3 separate regions of the Sus scrofa genome follow, and regions 2 and 3 are each linked to region 1. Evidence: chromatin contacts called from public HiChIP or PLAC-seq data. All regions are on one chromosome and are shown on one strand. The core of a region is the stretch at or near the end of the contact, and the rest is flanking DNA. Distances in the headings are between cores, read along the strand shown. Region 1 holds the start of BTG2 (BTG anti-proliferation factor 2). Region 2 holds the start of ZC3H11A (zinc finger CCCH domain-containing protein 11A). Region 3 holds the start of ATP2B4 (plasma membrane calcium-transporting ATPase 4).

Region 1 (4,850 bases), core at 689-3,188:
TCCCCAGGTTGAGGTATGCAATGGCCTGTTGTCACGGCAGGCAGAATGAGTACAGTAGAGTGCCAGGTGGGGGCCACAGGGGATCTAACTGGAGACCGCCATGACGTAGTTCTTCGAGGGGCTGCTCCTGCCCAGCATCATTTGGTTCTTGCAGGTGAGGAGCCCATAGGAGGTGGCCACCGGGGCCTCCTCGTACAGGACACAGATGGAGCCATCCTCCCCGATGCGATAGGACACTTCATAGGGGTCCACCCACAGGGTCAGCTCGCTGGGCAGCAGCTGGTGCAGCTGGGGCTGACTGAGTCCAATCTGGCTAGCCACTTTACTGATGATGGGGTCCATTTTGTGGTTGATGCGAATGCAGCGGTAGCCAGAGCCCTTGGATGGCTTTTCAGGAAACCAGTGGTGTTTGTAGTGCTCTGTGGAGACAGAACAAGGGGGATATACCCTGGTTAGAGCAGCCGGGCCATGGATGCTACCACAAGGAGGGTAGGGGTGAAGGAAGAGGAGAGGAAGGGACGTAGTAATTCTAAGTAAGCAACATGGTTTCTCATGAGTTTCAGGACCCTCCTGATGCTGTAGCAGGAAAAAAGAAAAATTAGGGAATCTGGAAAGACCCCTCCTCCAGGACAGGGGTGTATGTGTATTGGAAGGGTGTAGCCAGTATATTGTCTTTGGCACATCCCCGGTTTAAGGAGGAGGGGTGTGACGGGCTGGCATGTCCAGGCAAGGCCTCTGGAGACCTATGAGCTGAAGTTTCAGCCCAAGAAGGCTGCCCTTACTGCTGGACCCACCGTGTGCCTCAGCGGCCCCCCTGCCTCCTTGAAAAGTAAGGGACCAGCAGCAGTGGCTAAGAGAGGCAAAACTAGGATGTTTTAAGGAGACATAGGCTGTTCCTTAGAAGGCAGGATCTGTGTGGGCACGACGGGAGATGGCTATCGCTGCCCAAGACCACAGGCCAACCTGCTAGAAACAGCTGGGAGATAGGTCTCTCCCCAGCCAGCGGCTGCTTATCTCTTGTCAGCCTCCTGCGTCTCAAGCCGCCTCACAGCCCCCAGCCCCAACACACGCCAAGTCTCCCTTGGTACCATAATTGATGGCAGATGGCTAAGGGGGGGCCAGAGAACACAAAGGGGGCCCGGATTCCAACTTGGAGTGAGTCAACAACAGACCCAGGCACAGTGCAGCCCCGCACCACTGGAAGGACCACGGCTGGGACTCCAGGTCGTTGAGAAGGTTCAGTTGCTCCTTCTAGTTCCATAAGGACCCCTCGGACCGCCCGGCTTTGCCACCTACAGCGTCCCTTACGGGTCTCGGGGTCCAGTGAAAGAAATGAGCCCTCACTCAGACCAGCAGGTACTCCTCTTCCTCGACATAAGCCAGGAACTTGGTATCGCACTCAGACTACGGTTTGTGCCCGCTACAGCGTGGAGGGGCACGCCCAACCAGAACCTCCAAGGACCGGGACCCGACCCGAGAGCGGGGCCAGAGAGGGGAGACCTGACCCAAGGGAATAAGGGTAGATACTGAGAACCGCCTGGGGAGATGGAGGGAAACAGATTCCCGGAGCTGCTGGAGTGGGGAACTCTACCGCAGGTTGGGAGGAAAGATGCCTCAGGCAGGGAGGGGGGCCGAGTTCCGGTGGCAGGGTTCGCCTGGCGCCAGGACCCTCTTCAAGTGCTCACCTGTCAGTGCCTCCTGGAGAGCCCCGCTGAAAACCTTGAGTCGCTGCTCGCTCACGCAGCCCCGGGTCCTGAGGAGGCTGGAGAGGAAACCTACAGCGGCAGCGATCTCCGGGAGCATATCTGTTCTCTTCCCGGTCCAGCGGGCCTGGCTCATGTCTTTCGCGGCTCAGGGAACGGTGGTGGCGGCGGGGAATCAGTGAGAGGCTCCGGTGGGACGTGCGAGCTTGAAAGCCTAGGGTAGCTCGGCTGCCTCTCCGGCTCTGCCCAAACTTTACCCGAGAGGTGCCTTTCATACTATTTCGAGAGGAGGGGGAACCTGCGGCGGAGCCCATTGGCCGTCGCCAGCGGATAGGGGCGGAGCCCCGAGTTCGCCCCGCCCACTCCGCTCCGCTCCCTTCTTCCCCCTCCCCACCCCGCGCGCCCTCAGTCTCGGCGCCGCCCCTACCCCCAGCGCCGCTGCCACGGAGCTGAGGTCATCAACAGCTGACGTCAGTGCTGGGAACCTGAGCCTGGGTGCTAGCCGGGAGAGGGGAACCGGGGAGGGGCCGAAGGAGAAGGACACTTCAAACTGGGAATGCCTCGACCTCTCCGCTTCTCCTATACTTCAGGACAGATTAAAGGCCACCTCCTCCAAGAAGCCTTCGCTGACATCACCTTCCCCACCCCTTTTCTGATGCCCACATTTTCAACCACACACTGTTAGAACGACTCACCCAGACGCTTTGTCACTATTTTACCGCTTTGCTGCCGCTTTGTTAACTAGTCAGAATGGGTCCTCTAGGTTCTCTGGAAATGAGTACTGAGTCTTCTGTTTATTTCCACAGTAATATCAATTTCTTCAAGTTCTGCTCTTCCTCTACAGCCTTCTCTCTTGCGTAGAAACATCCGCGTTTCACCTAGTCTTGGGTGGGTAGGGCTGGAAGGAGTGGTGCAAGATTTTTAGGTTTTCCTTTTTCACACCGGGGACCAGGCTCAAACTGGCACCATCACTGGCACACCTAGAGATCTGTTGAATAGGGATAACTCCTAACCTGTACCCCGGGGTCTGGCATACCTAGGCGCCCATAATATATGTTAAATGAGGAGTCCCGCTGTGGCGCAGTGGGATCTGTGGCCTCTTGGGAGTGCTGAGATGCAGGTTCTATCCCCTGCCTGGCACAGTGGGTTATGGATCTGACTCACCTGCTTAGGTCACAAGTGCAGTTGGCTGGGGAACTCCATATGCCTTGGGCTGGCCAAGAAAATAAAAGTGGAAAAAATATGTTAAATGAATCAAACTCAATGGCCTCTGTAAATTCTTGTTTTCCTTGAACTCTGGGCCCTACTGACCACCTTTATCTGGAGGCAGTCTCCCATCCTTTTCCTTACCCCAGGCTTCTCTGCTTCCTTCCCTGGCCCTCTCTGCCCTGGATCCGTTCCTCCTCCCTGTTCTCTCACTATGCCCACTCACTCCTCTTCCCCACCTAATCTCTCCACTTTCTTTCCTCAGAGCAATCCTACCCATGTCCATTTTGACATTTACTTTTGAAAATTGACTTTCCTACACATATAGTCTGTCCATCTGTTCTTTCATTCTGCCCCTCCTACCACCTGCTCTGTCTCTCCCCTTGAAAGTCCAGCTACCACATTAATGTCAGTCTAAGTCCACTGTCTTCTCCAAGGCCAGCTCTCTTCCAGATCTCCATTTCTATCAGAGATACCATCATTTCTCCAGGCACTCCACCCAGAAAACTCAGACTACTCTTGGCTTCACCTTGGATTTTGCTCCTCAGATCCAGTCCCAAAACTTGTTGCTTCTTGATCTGGATGATTGCAGTGGACTCTTTCAAATCCTATCCCCCAATCATCCTTCTCACTGTTAATAGACTCCCCTTCCTAAAGGTCTGTATTTACTTGCTCTTCTTTTGGCTCAGATCATTCTGAGACACCCTCCATTTGTCTACTGCATTAAATCTGGACTCTATTGCCTAATAGTTAAGTCCTTTCATAATTTGGCCCCATTCTACCTTTTTAGGTTTCTGACACTTTGTGCTCCCCAGTCATTCTCTTCAGTCTTCTCTAAGCATCTCAGAGCCTTCAGCATTTTGCCCATGATCCCTGTCTGGCCTGGAAATATGGTCCCCATTCCTTGTATGCCTGAAATGTCCCGGCTGTGCTGCACCAAAGCTCATGCCATTACCTCCTGCACACATCACCATCTCCTTCCCATCTTTCACCATCCCTTATACTCCTGAAGGCACAGCTTAATCTCGGCCCTCCACCTTGAAAAACTGTGCTGACCATTCTCTCACTACAGAATTAATGTTATCCATGGCATTCATTTGGCATCTGTAATCTACTGTTTGATTTTGTCAGTGATATTTTTAGAGGTTGACATCTTGTTTGCAGGCTGCTTGAAAACAGTTTACTATGCTCATATGGCCTACGTTTCCAGAACAGCTCAGGTTTCAAATATTCTGCTCCATTGCTTCACATAGCTCATCAAAATGGCCTGAATTAATAGTATTTTGGCATTGAACACATCTCTCAGGTGACCTCTTCCCTGGCTCCTCCCCAAAGCTGGCTAAGGCCAGAGGAAACTCTTACACCTGCTCATTGATAGGGAAACAGTGCATTACAGGAAACTGGTTAGTACTGGAAACAAGATAACCTAGAACGCATCAAACAAAGAGACCAGGTATCAACAAAGGAGAATTGACCAAAGTTAACCAACGAGGAGCTCAGGGGAATAGGTCAGGGTATAGACAGGTGTACAGGGTGGTTTAACATTGAAATCTGAAAATAATTAATCAATTCCTGGATGTGCGGATGACAGGGGTCTGGTGTTCCAGGCCTTGCTTTAGTCCATCATTGATGCAAAAGTCTTGTCAAGGACTATCACTTGTTTTTTGTTTTTTGGTTTTTTTTTTTAATCTTAAGAGATAGAACTCTGTCCTTTTGTAGGTTTTTGTGATAAGAAATAACTCCCTAGGTCACACTGCTTGTTCTCAATAGGGCCAGAACTGCGGACTTCAAACATCATATCTTTTTCTTTAGACCATGGAGTCTCTGTGGTATTGTTACAATGGCCTCTGGTCCTTCCTGGTCCCACAGAGCTGTTATTCTAGATGATGATGTAATGAACTAGGGGGAAACAGTCTTTATTTGGGGGACAGAAGCACAGAA
Region 2 (4,850 bases), core at 644-3,143, 490 kb before region 1:
GAAAAGTGACAGCAATGGAGCTCATTCCCAAACTCTTTTACAGAGGGCTTTAAGATCCCTTCCAACTTTCTGAGTTCTGAATTCAAATAGTCCAATCTCCTCATGTTACAGAAAAGAAAACTGAGGTCTACTTTTCCAGCGTCAGAGTTAGTAGCAGCTAAAAACCAAGTCTTCCAAATCTATGGTCCATATTCTTTATGATTCATCAAGAACTGTATCTGCTTGAAATGTTTTAGCTTTTAAAATACGTATCTTTTATGTTGCCTCACGACAGCAACATCAAATCCCCTTAATTCTGGAATTATTTTCAGTAAATTTCATTTAAACAAAAACATAGTGCATCATTTAATATCCATTATTTAAGACTGTGATTTGCCAATACAACCCCAAAAGTCAATTCTGGAAAGCTAAATCAGACTCCACATACTGGTCATTAACAGCAAATGCCTGTTGACCCTTTCAGCTCTAGCTAAAAGTAACACAATTTTTTAAAAATGTAGGTAGCTTTTAAAAAAAAAAATGCTTTGAGAGTAAAATTTTAAAGTAAGATTACAAACTGAATTTCTAATTTACTATCTGTATCAAGAGTTAATCCATACTTGGTTTTCAGACATTTTTAGACCGGAGAAGCCTTACAGCCTGCAAATGAGTAACTCCTAAGTTGGACTCTATATGAGCAGCAGAAAATGAAATATGAGTTTTAAATCAGTGTCATGCCTTCTTGGTTGATCCCTCCCCTTCCCCCAATACCTACATACAATTACCCTAAAAAGCATCGCTATCACTAGTTCAGCCTCCTTCTCAAGGTCCAGAACCAAGGCCTGGAAGATGTCAACAATATGGGCCTTCCCCATAGGAATCCGCACCGATTATGGGAGTTTAGGGGGCGTTCTTCATTACGGTTTCATCAATCCTACAAGGAGAACGGAAGTGTCCCTGTTGCTCTTGACTCCGATGCTGAGGGCTGGGGGTGGGAGTGTAATTAAGGTAGGAAAGGGGTGTAGGATACCGGAATAAGATCGGTGGCTTTCTGTATGTGGAGTTTGAGAAAATCTCCCAAGTAGTGGGACCCTGGAGAGGAATGAGAGTAGGTAAAATCAGCTCCTGGCATTCAATTTGATTTAGGCAGTGGGGTTCGCTAAAACTAAGGAAACTGCTGCCCCAGAGAAAGCAACGTAGTTGTCAGTTCTCCTCCGGGAGTAGGGGAACAAGTCGGTTTCCCGGGGCTGCTCCCGGCTCCTACAGTTTCGCCAACACCGGATGTGGGGGAAGGGAGGAAGACTGGTTGGGAAAAGGAGCAGGCCCCGTGGGGGTGGGGTGAAGGAGGGTGGGGGTAGATGGGCCTGGGAGCTGGAGCCTGGGGCTCCCAGGCCGCCCTGGCGACGGCAGCGGCCCGGAGGTGGGGGAGCCGGTCTTTACCACCGGGCCGAAGGACCCGCTCTGACTTCCCGGGCTAGGCCGCGACCCAGGGGCGAGGGGAGGCCGCGGCCACTCCCCTCGCCCTCTCCCCCACCTCCCCGGCCCCGAGCCACCCGGGAAGCAAAAAAACGGGTCTAGTTACCGGAGAACAGAAACTTTACCGAACCGACGACACTATCCACGACTCCCGCTGCTGCCACGTCTTTCTTCTTTCTTAGCCGCTGCCGTCCGCCGTCCTCTCAGCAGCAACACCAGCAGAAATCCAAGACTGCCAGAGTCAAAGATGGCGCCTGGCTACAGGTTCAGTTCTAAGATCCGGCCAGTAAAAGTGCCAGCACGACGCAAAGCGCAAGGATTCTGGGAGATGTAGTTTTCCTCTATGAGGCGATGCTTAAGATGGCTTCCTCGGGTGACAGGGTCACGTGAGAGGGGAGGTGCTAAACCGTGGAGGCCCTGCCTTTCCAAGGAATGCGCTTTAGAAGGTCACGGGTTTCTTGAAACTGTCTTTGATTTTTTTTTAAAAATTGTGTAATGAAATTGACGTAATAAGCGGGGAAGCGCGAGAATTGTGTCCACGAGACTGTAAGCGTTCAGTTTATTCTTACCAGAAAGTTGAATTTAAATAAGTTGATTATGAATAATGAGTAAATTGTTCAAATCCTGTATAAATCTGATTTAGAAATAAACTGTTTTTCCCATGCGATGTTGAAAGATTTGTGCATTTATTATTTTTAAAATTTTATTGAACAGTTATTTTTATTTGAAGTAGTGAATGGGTTTCAGTTTTTTTTTTCCCCTTAAAACAAATTTTCGTATTAGAAAAATAATTCGTGGTCATTTAAAAAGTTCATGAGGGTTGAGACATGAAAAGGAAAAACATTAGTCGCCTACCCACTTCATTATTAATATTAGCCTGTATTTTCCATTTAAATATCTTTACTTTTTTCCTCCTATTATAAAATACATGTAAGTGGGTTCTTAAAATTTAAGTAGAGTACAAAATTTGTCTCCATAAATCTCATTCCTGAGAAATAACCTATCATTAATTTAGCATGTATTCTTTATAACTTTTTAATATGCAAATACACTTAAATATATATAGTGTACCCTGGCATATAGGCTCAACAGAACTTACTTGGGTGGCAGCATTTTACTGAACTTGGATAAAGGATGTAGTTCTGCTGTTAAGAAAGGATACACTTAATGGGAAAGCACATAGGACTCCAGGCACCTTTTACTTCCTCTTGGGTTTGTTTTGCCAACTACCAGCTTCGTGAGGGAGTCACAGCCAGTCCAGGACTGGGTAAGTATCAGGTCAGAGAGGTGTTGAGTCTCTTGGCACTTGAGCTTTTATCTCCCTTCAAAGTGAGAAGCCACAACACTAGAATCCTAGCCCCAATCATCCCTGCCTTACATGACAATACTCTGTGATTGCCATGTCAACCAGCCCTAACAAGCAGGTTCCTGGTAACCAATTTCCATCTGTGCCACAACACCTAAGGTTTTTCAGTTTAATAGAAGCCTTTCCAAATTGCTGACGGGTTCTCCAGACTAGGGCTTGCAGGATGCATCTGCTTGGTCTACTATATAAAGTGTAAAAAGAGGGAGTTCCTGTTGTGTCTCAGCAGTAACGAATCCGACTAGTATCCATGAAGATGTGGGTTCAATGCCTGGCCACAGTCAGTGGGTTAAAGATCTGGTGTTGTCATGAGCTGCAGTGTAGGCTGCAGTCGAGGCTCGGATCTGGTGTTGCTGTGGCCAGCAGCTACAGTTCCAATTCAACCCCTAGCCTGGGAACTTCCATATGCCACAGGTGTGGCCCTAAAAGAAAAATGTTTTAAAAGACCGCATTAGGTCCCCAAATGGCATCTGCTTATGTTTATCACCACCAAGACCTAATACCTAAACTAACTGCAGTTTCAGCTTCTCCCAGAGTGAAATTTCTTAACAGCACTAGTGAGGCAATCTGCCTGATCAGATTCCCCCCATCTTTCTACCTTTCTCCAAATAATAATCCATTCTTTTTTTTTTTTTTTTTTTTTGGTTTAACCATGGCGTGTGGAAATTTGCCTTCACTGGCCAGGGATTGAACCCGAGCCACAGCAGTGATAATGCTGAGTCTTTATCCTCTAGGCCACCAGGGAACTCCAAATAATCCACTCCTTTAACTTCCTTATTCCATCCTCTTTCTGCCTATAAAAACCTGTTTTGTACAACTCCTCAGAGTATCCTTATATTTGTTATATGGGACGGGTGCTGCCTGATTCATGAATCATTGATTAAAACCCATTTCATCTTTAAAATTACTCAGTCGAATTTTTCTTTTTCTTTTTAGGGCTGCACCTGCAGCATATGGAAGTTCCCAGGCCAGGGGTCAGATCAAAGCTGCAGCTGCTGGCCACAGCCACAGCAATGAAGACCCCAGCTGTGTCTGTGACCTACACCACAGCTCACAGCAATGCTGGATCCTTAACCTTCTAAGCAACATCAGGAATCAAACCTGCATTCTCATGGATACTAGTCAGATTCATAACCTGCTGAGCTGCAACAGGAACTCCCAAATTTTGTCCTTTAACAATCATATATTTCATCAAATCTAAGGTATCGTCGACTGTAACATGCATCTTATTTTAGAGACCTCTAAGAGTAAAAAATGGCCAGTTAAACTGACAGGGCATTAATTAGAGACGTTAAAATTTGATAGAAGAGTTCCTGTTGCGGCTCCCTGGTTTAAGAACACAGCATAGTCTCTGTGAGTATGAGGATTGGATCCCTGGCCTTGTTCAGTGGGTTAAGGATCTGGCATCGCTGCAAGCTGCAGCATAGGTGGCTGTGGCATAGGCGGGCAGCTGCAGCTCCAATCTGACCTCTAGCCTGGGAACTTCCATATGCCCAGGGTGTGGTGGTAAAAAGAAAAAAAAGATTTTTTTTTTTTGATAGGATGTGCATCTTAGAATGCATGAAATACTGTAATTTTTTATAATGATTTTTATTTTTTCCATTATAGCTGATTTACAGTGTTCTGTCAATTTTCTACTGTACAGCAAGGTGACCCAGTTACACATACATGTATACATTCTTTTTTCTCACATTATAATGCTCCGTCATAAGTGACTAGATATAGTTCCCAGTGCTATAGAGCAGGATCTCATTGCTTATCCATTCCAAAGGCAATTGTTTGCATATATTAACACCAAATTCCCAGTCCATCCCACTCCCTCCCCCTCCCCCTTGGCAACCACATGTCTATTCTTTATGTCCATGATTTTCTTTTCTGTGGAAAGGTTCATTTGTGCCATATATTAGATTCTAGATATGATGATATCAAATGGTATTCATCTTTCTCTTTCTGACTTACTTCACTTAGCACATGAGAGTCTCCAGTTCCATCCATTTTGCTGCAAATGACATTATTTTGTTCTTTTTTATGG
Region 3 (4,850 bases), core at 1,166-3,665, 300 kb before region 1:
CCGGGGTTCCCTGCCCATTGGGTAAGGCCTCATTCCCTTCCCCAGAGAGAGGAGCTGTCTGGCCTTGGGGTGCAGGCAGATCCATCCCGGCCCCATTTGTGCTCTCTTCCACATCGTTTGCTTCCTTCTTTCCAGTTTCTGCCTTTACCACTCATTCAACCAAACTAGCTGGGGCAGATGGCAGGTGCTTCTTTTTCGCCATTCGGCCCACCACCAAGTTTCAGGTGCAGGACCCACATTGCTGAGCCCACTCCCCAGGCCACTGCCCCTAGCCAGGAAACCTAGCTCACTAGCCATCAGGGCACCACCCCCTTCTGCCCTCCTCCTAAACCTTTCTCTACCTAGTCCGTCCTGACCCTAGGCCCCTCTCCTTCGCCAGTCTCAGCCTAGAATGACCTTGGTCTCTTCCCCTTCTTCCCTGTAAAGAGGGCCTGGAGCTGAGGGGGTGGGGGATGACCTCCAGATAGAATGGGCAAGAAGGGGCAACTAGGAGATAGAGGACATCCGGGAGGATCTTAAGACTCCCTGCCAGACACCCCACCCAAAGGAGGAGGTGGCAGGCTACAGTGGGATTTTACTTCCCCTCCCCCAGTGGTGTCAGTTGAGTGCCCGCCTATTTCTTCAGCTGAGATTCCCCCCTACCAGGCCGGCTGGCGCCGACATCCGTCTGCAAGTTATTCTAAGTCAGGCAGGAATGCCCAGGAGGGTGGTGTCTCTGGCCAGCAGAGTGCCCACTCTCTCCCGGGATGTGGCCAGACACTCCTGGGTCCTCCACAGCCAGCAAGAGAAAAGCGGTGGGTCCTTCAGTGAGATGGAGGAGTGTGTGAGGCTGGACTTGCCTGGGGAGGATGCCAGCCGGCCTCCTCCACCACGAGAGCGAGCCAAGTATTTGAGTGAGTGTGTTTGTGAACGACAAGCAGGAGGGACAATCCCAGTCTTAATTTCTAGCTCTTTAGCAAGTGGCCCAGGCTGCTCGGGGACCCTCCCAAGGATGCCTGTGGCAACCCCCAACCGCCAAACACTCACCAGCCCCACGGTCACCAGCCTTGAAACTGCAAACTTTCAAACTTCACCCCTTCTGCTTTCTCCCCTTTTGACCAGCGATGTACGGGGCGGTGCCCTCAGAGACACTCATACAGTTGGTTCTTGACGCTCCACACACACTCAAACAACAGCAGTACAAGGGAACTCCCAGCTTTTTCCACTGCTAATTATAGACGTGAAAGTCTGAGGATGTTTTGCGAGCGGTAGAGAGAAACTGCTGAGGTTTCCCTACAAAGCCAAAGAAATTTAATTTGTGCACTGCCCTTCCCCACTTGCAACTTCTAGCGCCTACCTCCACCCATCCCCCAGTGAGCCCCTCTCCCAGTCCCCGATGCAGCCCCTCCTTCCTGTTGAGCATTTTGTACTCAGTTCTTTTTTTTTTTTTTTTTTTTCCCATCTCTCTTTGGGGCTTTCAAGAAAGGGAACAGACGCGGAAAATATTTTTGCAACAGTTTTCCATTCTGCGTCTCATTCCCAAGCCAAGGGGGAGGGGAGGGCAGGAACGAATGGGGGAAAATAAATGCTTTTTCCAAAAGCTCCATTTGGGTATGAAAAATACAGTCTCTCCACTTCCCTAGCCCCACAGCCCAGGAATGACAAAAACTCGAAGGAAAAAAAGAGAAATCACTTGTTTGATTATACGTTTCTCAGAACTGAGTCTAGGAAGGAAATATAGTATTTGACAAATCTGTGCGCGAGCACAGACACACACACCCCTAAACCCAGCTGCAAGAAATATGCTAGGAAGAGGAAATTCAGAGAATTTTATCAGCCACTGAAAGGAAAGAAAGAAACTAAGTTTGCAAATCAAGATTCAATTCATTCTCTGCAAACCTACCTTTCTTTCTAGCAGAGATCCAGGCTTCTCCACGCGGGACTCTTTCTCCGGGTTTCCATGGACAGAGGTAGGGGGGGGTGACGACCCACCGGTGTCCCCCGTGTGGCAACCACGCCGGAGATGCTGGCTGGTCTCTCCTGCCTTTCCAGCTACGACCGGGGAGTGGGCTGGGTCTCCTCCCCTAGCCCTCCCAAAGGAAAGGACCTCTCAGGTTCCTGGAAGAAAAGGGTGCTGGGAGCTGGGCGGGTGTCTCTGGGCTTGCCCTCCTCGGGGAGACCGTTCCCCAGGAAGTTCGTGCCCCCCCTTCAACCCCCCGCTTCAGACGGTCTCAACAGCAGAGCTTTCTTAAGAAAATGCTTGTCATGGCAACAGCTCCAGCCAACTCGGGCCAGACTCCTGCTCACCAGCCGGGCCTGGGCGGGAGGAGAAAGGGGAGGAGCGAGGGCTGGAAGAGGGCGGGACTTGGCGAGAGGCCAGACCATTACTCTACTGTTAAGGTGGCCCGATGGCGAGCTGCGGCTTCTTCCTGATTTGTCTTAAGGGGGACTGGGGGAGAAGGGGAGGAATCCTCTTTTCTGTGGGGTTTCCCCCCCGCCCTTGCTCTCCCTCGTTAAAAGGAAGGCAGGGTGGGGGTGGAGGTGGGAGTGGATGTGGGTGGCGGTATTCAACCGTTGCTGGGTGGAGGGAAAAAAAGGAAGCTTTTGCAGGCGGTTGGTTTCCTGCAGCTCCGCTCAAACTCTTAACTCACTTAGAACCAGGACCCGGGAACCCAAGGTGGCTGTGAAAACTTGTACAATTCCCTGCCACCCACCTGCCGCTGGTCTGAAGGAGGGGCTCCCTGGAGGAGGAAAAGGAATTGCTCAGACATACACACCAGTACATAGCTTTGCTTATAGACACACCTTAGTAGACACTCCTCACCCAGATTTCACACACACAGTCCCGGGTCACACTTGGCTCCCGCTTGCCTCTGTACCCATCAGAGGTACATCCACAGTGCATAATAGCTGCCTGTTTTTCAGTCCTACTACGTGTGGGCTATGGCACCAAAAGCTTTGCATATATGGTTTCGTTTCTAATGCTCATGGCGATCTTGAAAGGTACTTATTATCTTCATTTCAGAGTTCAGGAAATTGAGAATCAGTGACTCGCCCAAGCTTCCACATCTGTTTAATAATAACAGAGCAAGGATGCAAGCCCAAGTCAGACTGACTCCAAAGCCAGTCTGTGTACTTTCCTGCACTTGTATCATGCTACAGTACACATTTCCATTTTAATTTGCACACACTCAGACATCCAGGTACACTTATACACAGACTGTAAACTGTTAAATCACACCCCAGCAGCCACACACCCACCAGCATTGTGCAACAGTGCCACCCATAGATTTCGCCTAAAACCTTCTGGCTTTCAAGTGCAAACATGCATCCCCGACTGGTTCACACTGCATATCTTCATTGACTGATAAATTCCCACGCCGTAGACCTCAGCACACACACAAACACTCACTTGCTAATGAAGGCAGGGTGACACACCTCACAGATTAGAGTGGTAAACTAGGATGTGGAGAAGCTGAGTATTATCATCCTGGGCTCTTAGCTTTCTTAATCATTGGAAATTGATAAGAGGCCAGACAGGAAAACTCAGGTTAGGCTTTACTGGGGCCCCTGCAGCAGTTTCCAACGGTTTCCCTTGCTGGCTCGCTGGGGTGGGGATGGGATACGAGCTGGCTCCTTATTTGGGGTGAGTGTAGGGGCGGCTCCAGAGGTTGGGCCAGAGGAGTGGCTTAGGTGGTCTGCTCTTTGGTGACTGTGTGCAGGGGGCAGGCCTATTACCCTGCTTTTACTCTCTGCTCTTCAGAAGTGGTAGTTGCGTTTTTAGTTTTTTTGTATCTTCTTGCCCATAATCTGTCCCAACTGCGCATGTATGAAGCTATTTTTAAACACTTACAGTTTCTTTGTATTTTGTTGCTCTGGGAGATGTTTGTCCAGGTGCAAGCACTGCAGCCACCGCAGCAAAGGGTCCCAGGTCCCAGGTCCCTGCCTGTCTCAATGGCCACAGCTTCAGGGTTTGGGAGGAGATCTCTTTGATCCTCCTTTCCTAACCCAACACCTCCCACCACACCTGTCCTCCTCTGCCATCCATCCTCCCTACCCCAGGATGAAGAACCATCTTATGAGTCTATCTTAATATTTTTGGATAGCTCATCCATATCCTATTTCTGAGCTAGGGAAAGTTAAACAGACAAAAGTAAAGAAACCCAAGAGTAGTTGGGCTGGGCTCAGAACTCAGAGTTTCCTAATGTGGTGCTAGAGACTGCCTACTGCCATCTATCTTGGGAGCTGAATCCAAAATAAGCCCCTGTCTGTCTTTGTGTCTCTCCTTCCCAGCCCAGCCCAGGCCATGGAAGGTTACAGGGGTGGAGAGGAAGTTAGGGTCACCATGGATTGTTTTCCAAGCAGTCCTTTCTTCCTAGGGATTGAAAGCCTTCTCCTTGGCATTTAGAGGACCCCAAAGGTGAGATAGGCTCTCATTCACCCTCTGCCTCTCTCCCAACTCCTCTGGTCTATCCCACCCCACTCCCCAGGGCATTTTCCATAGGAGAACTGATGGCAGGGATAGGGATGGTACTTTGTTAGAGTTTGGAAACTCTCACCAAAAATGTCAGCTTCAGGAGCCCAGATCAATTGTTGGGGAAGCGCAGGGTTGAGAGGAAAGGAATCAGCTGAACAGAGTTCAGATTTAGTGGCTTGTCACATTCCCTGTCGGATTGCAACAACTTGACCTGTTAGCAGCCAATGAGTGTTGGTAGTACCTTTATCAGGAGAAAGCCAGTCTCTGAAATGGTGTTCTAAATGTAGTAAAGTGTATTTTAACCTTGTCTTCAATGGCTTTGCGGAGGTCCTGCCTAACTGTTCCATAAACTGGTCTTGAGGGAGCAACGGTTTAGGCCAGCTGTGTGGTCCCA

What was found. HiChIP or PLAC-seq counts read pairs in DNA pulled down with a chosen protein or histone mark.
Region 2: a contact with region 1 is called in an H3K27ac HiChIP or PLAC-seq map of alveolar macrophages. The contact joins the promoter of ZC3H11A here to the promoter of BTG2 in region 1. A contact is called at or near these places in 1 of 5 promoter capture datasets (fetal liver), 1 of 47 Hi-C or Micro-C datasets (skeletal muscle) and 1 of 2 datasets of contacts at active chromatin or transcription factors (alveolar macrophages).
Region 3: an H3K27ac HiChIP or PLAC-seq map of skeletal muscle shows a contact between it and region 1. The contact joins the promoter of ATP2B4 here to the promoter of BTG2 in region 1. A contact is called at or near these places in 1 of 5 promoter capture datasets (fetal liver) and 2 of 2 datasets of contacts at active chromatin or transcription factors (alveolar macrophages and skeletal muscle).

Annotation. Positions count from the first base shown.
Region 1 is chr9:64,030,941-64,035,790 of Sscrofa11.1, reverse strand. It overlaps BTG2 (BTG anti-proliferation factor 2), which reads right to left and starts at 1,938. Exons shown (of 2, transcript NM_001097505.2): 1 at 1,686-1,938; 2 at 1-419. The coding sequence starts at 1,839. The coding sequence ends at 85.
Region 2 is chr9:64,515,938-64,520,787 of Sscrofa11.1, reverse strand. ZC3H11A (zinc finger CCCH domain-containing protein 11A) reads right to left here and starts at 1,893. Exons shown (of 19, transcript XM_005656653.2): 1 at 1,562-1,893.
Region 3 is chr9:64,333,919-64,338,768 of Sscrofa11.1, reverse strand. It overlaps ATP2B4 (plasma membrane calcium-transporting ATPase 4), which reads right to left and starts at 2,415. Exons shown (of 21, transcript XM_021063194.1): 1 at 1,883-2,415.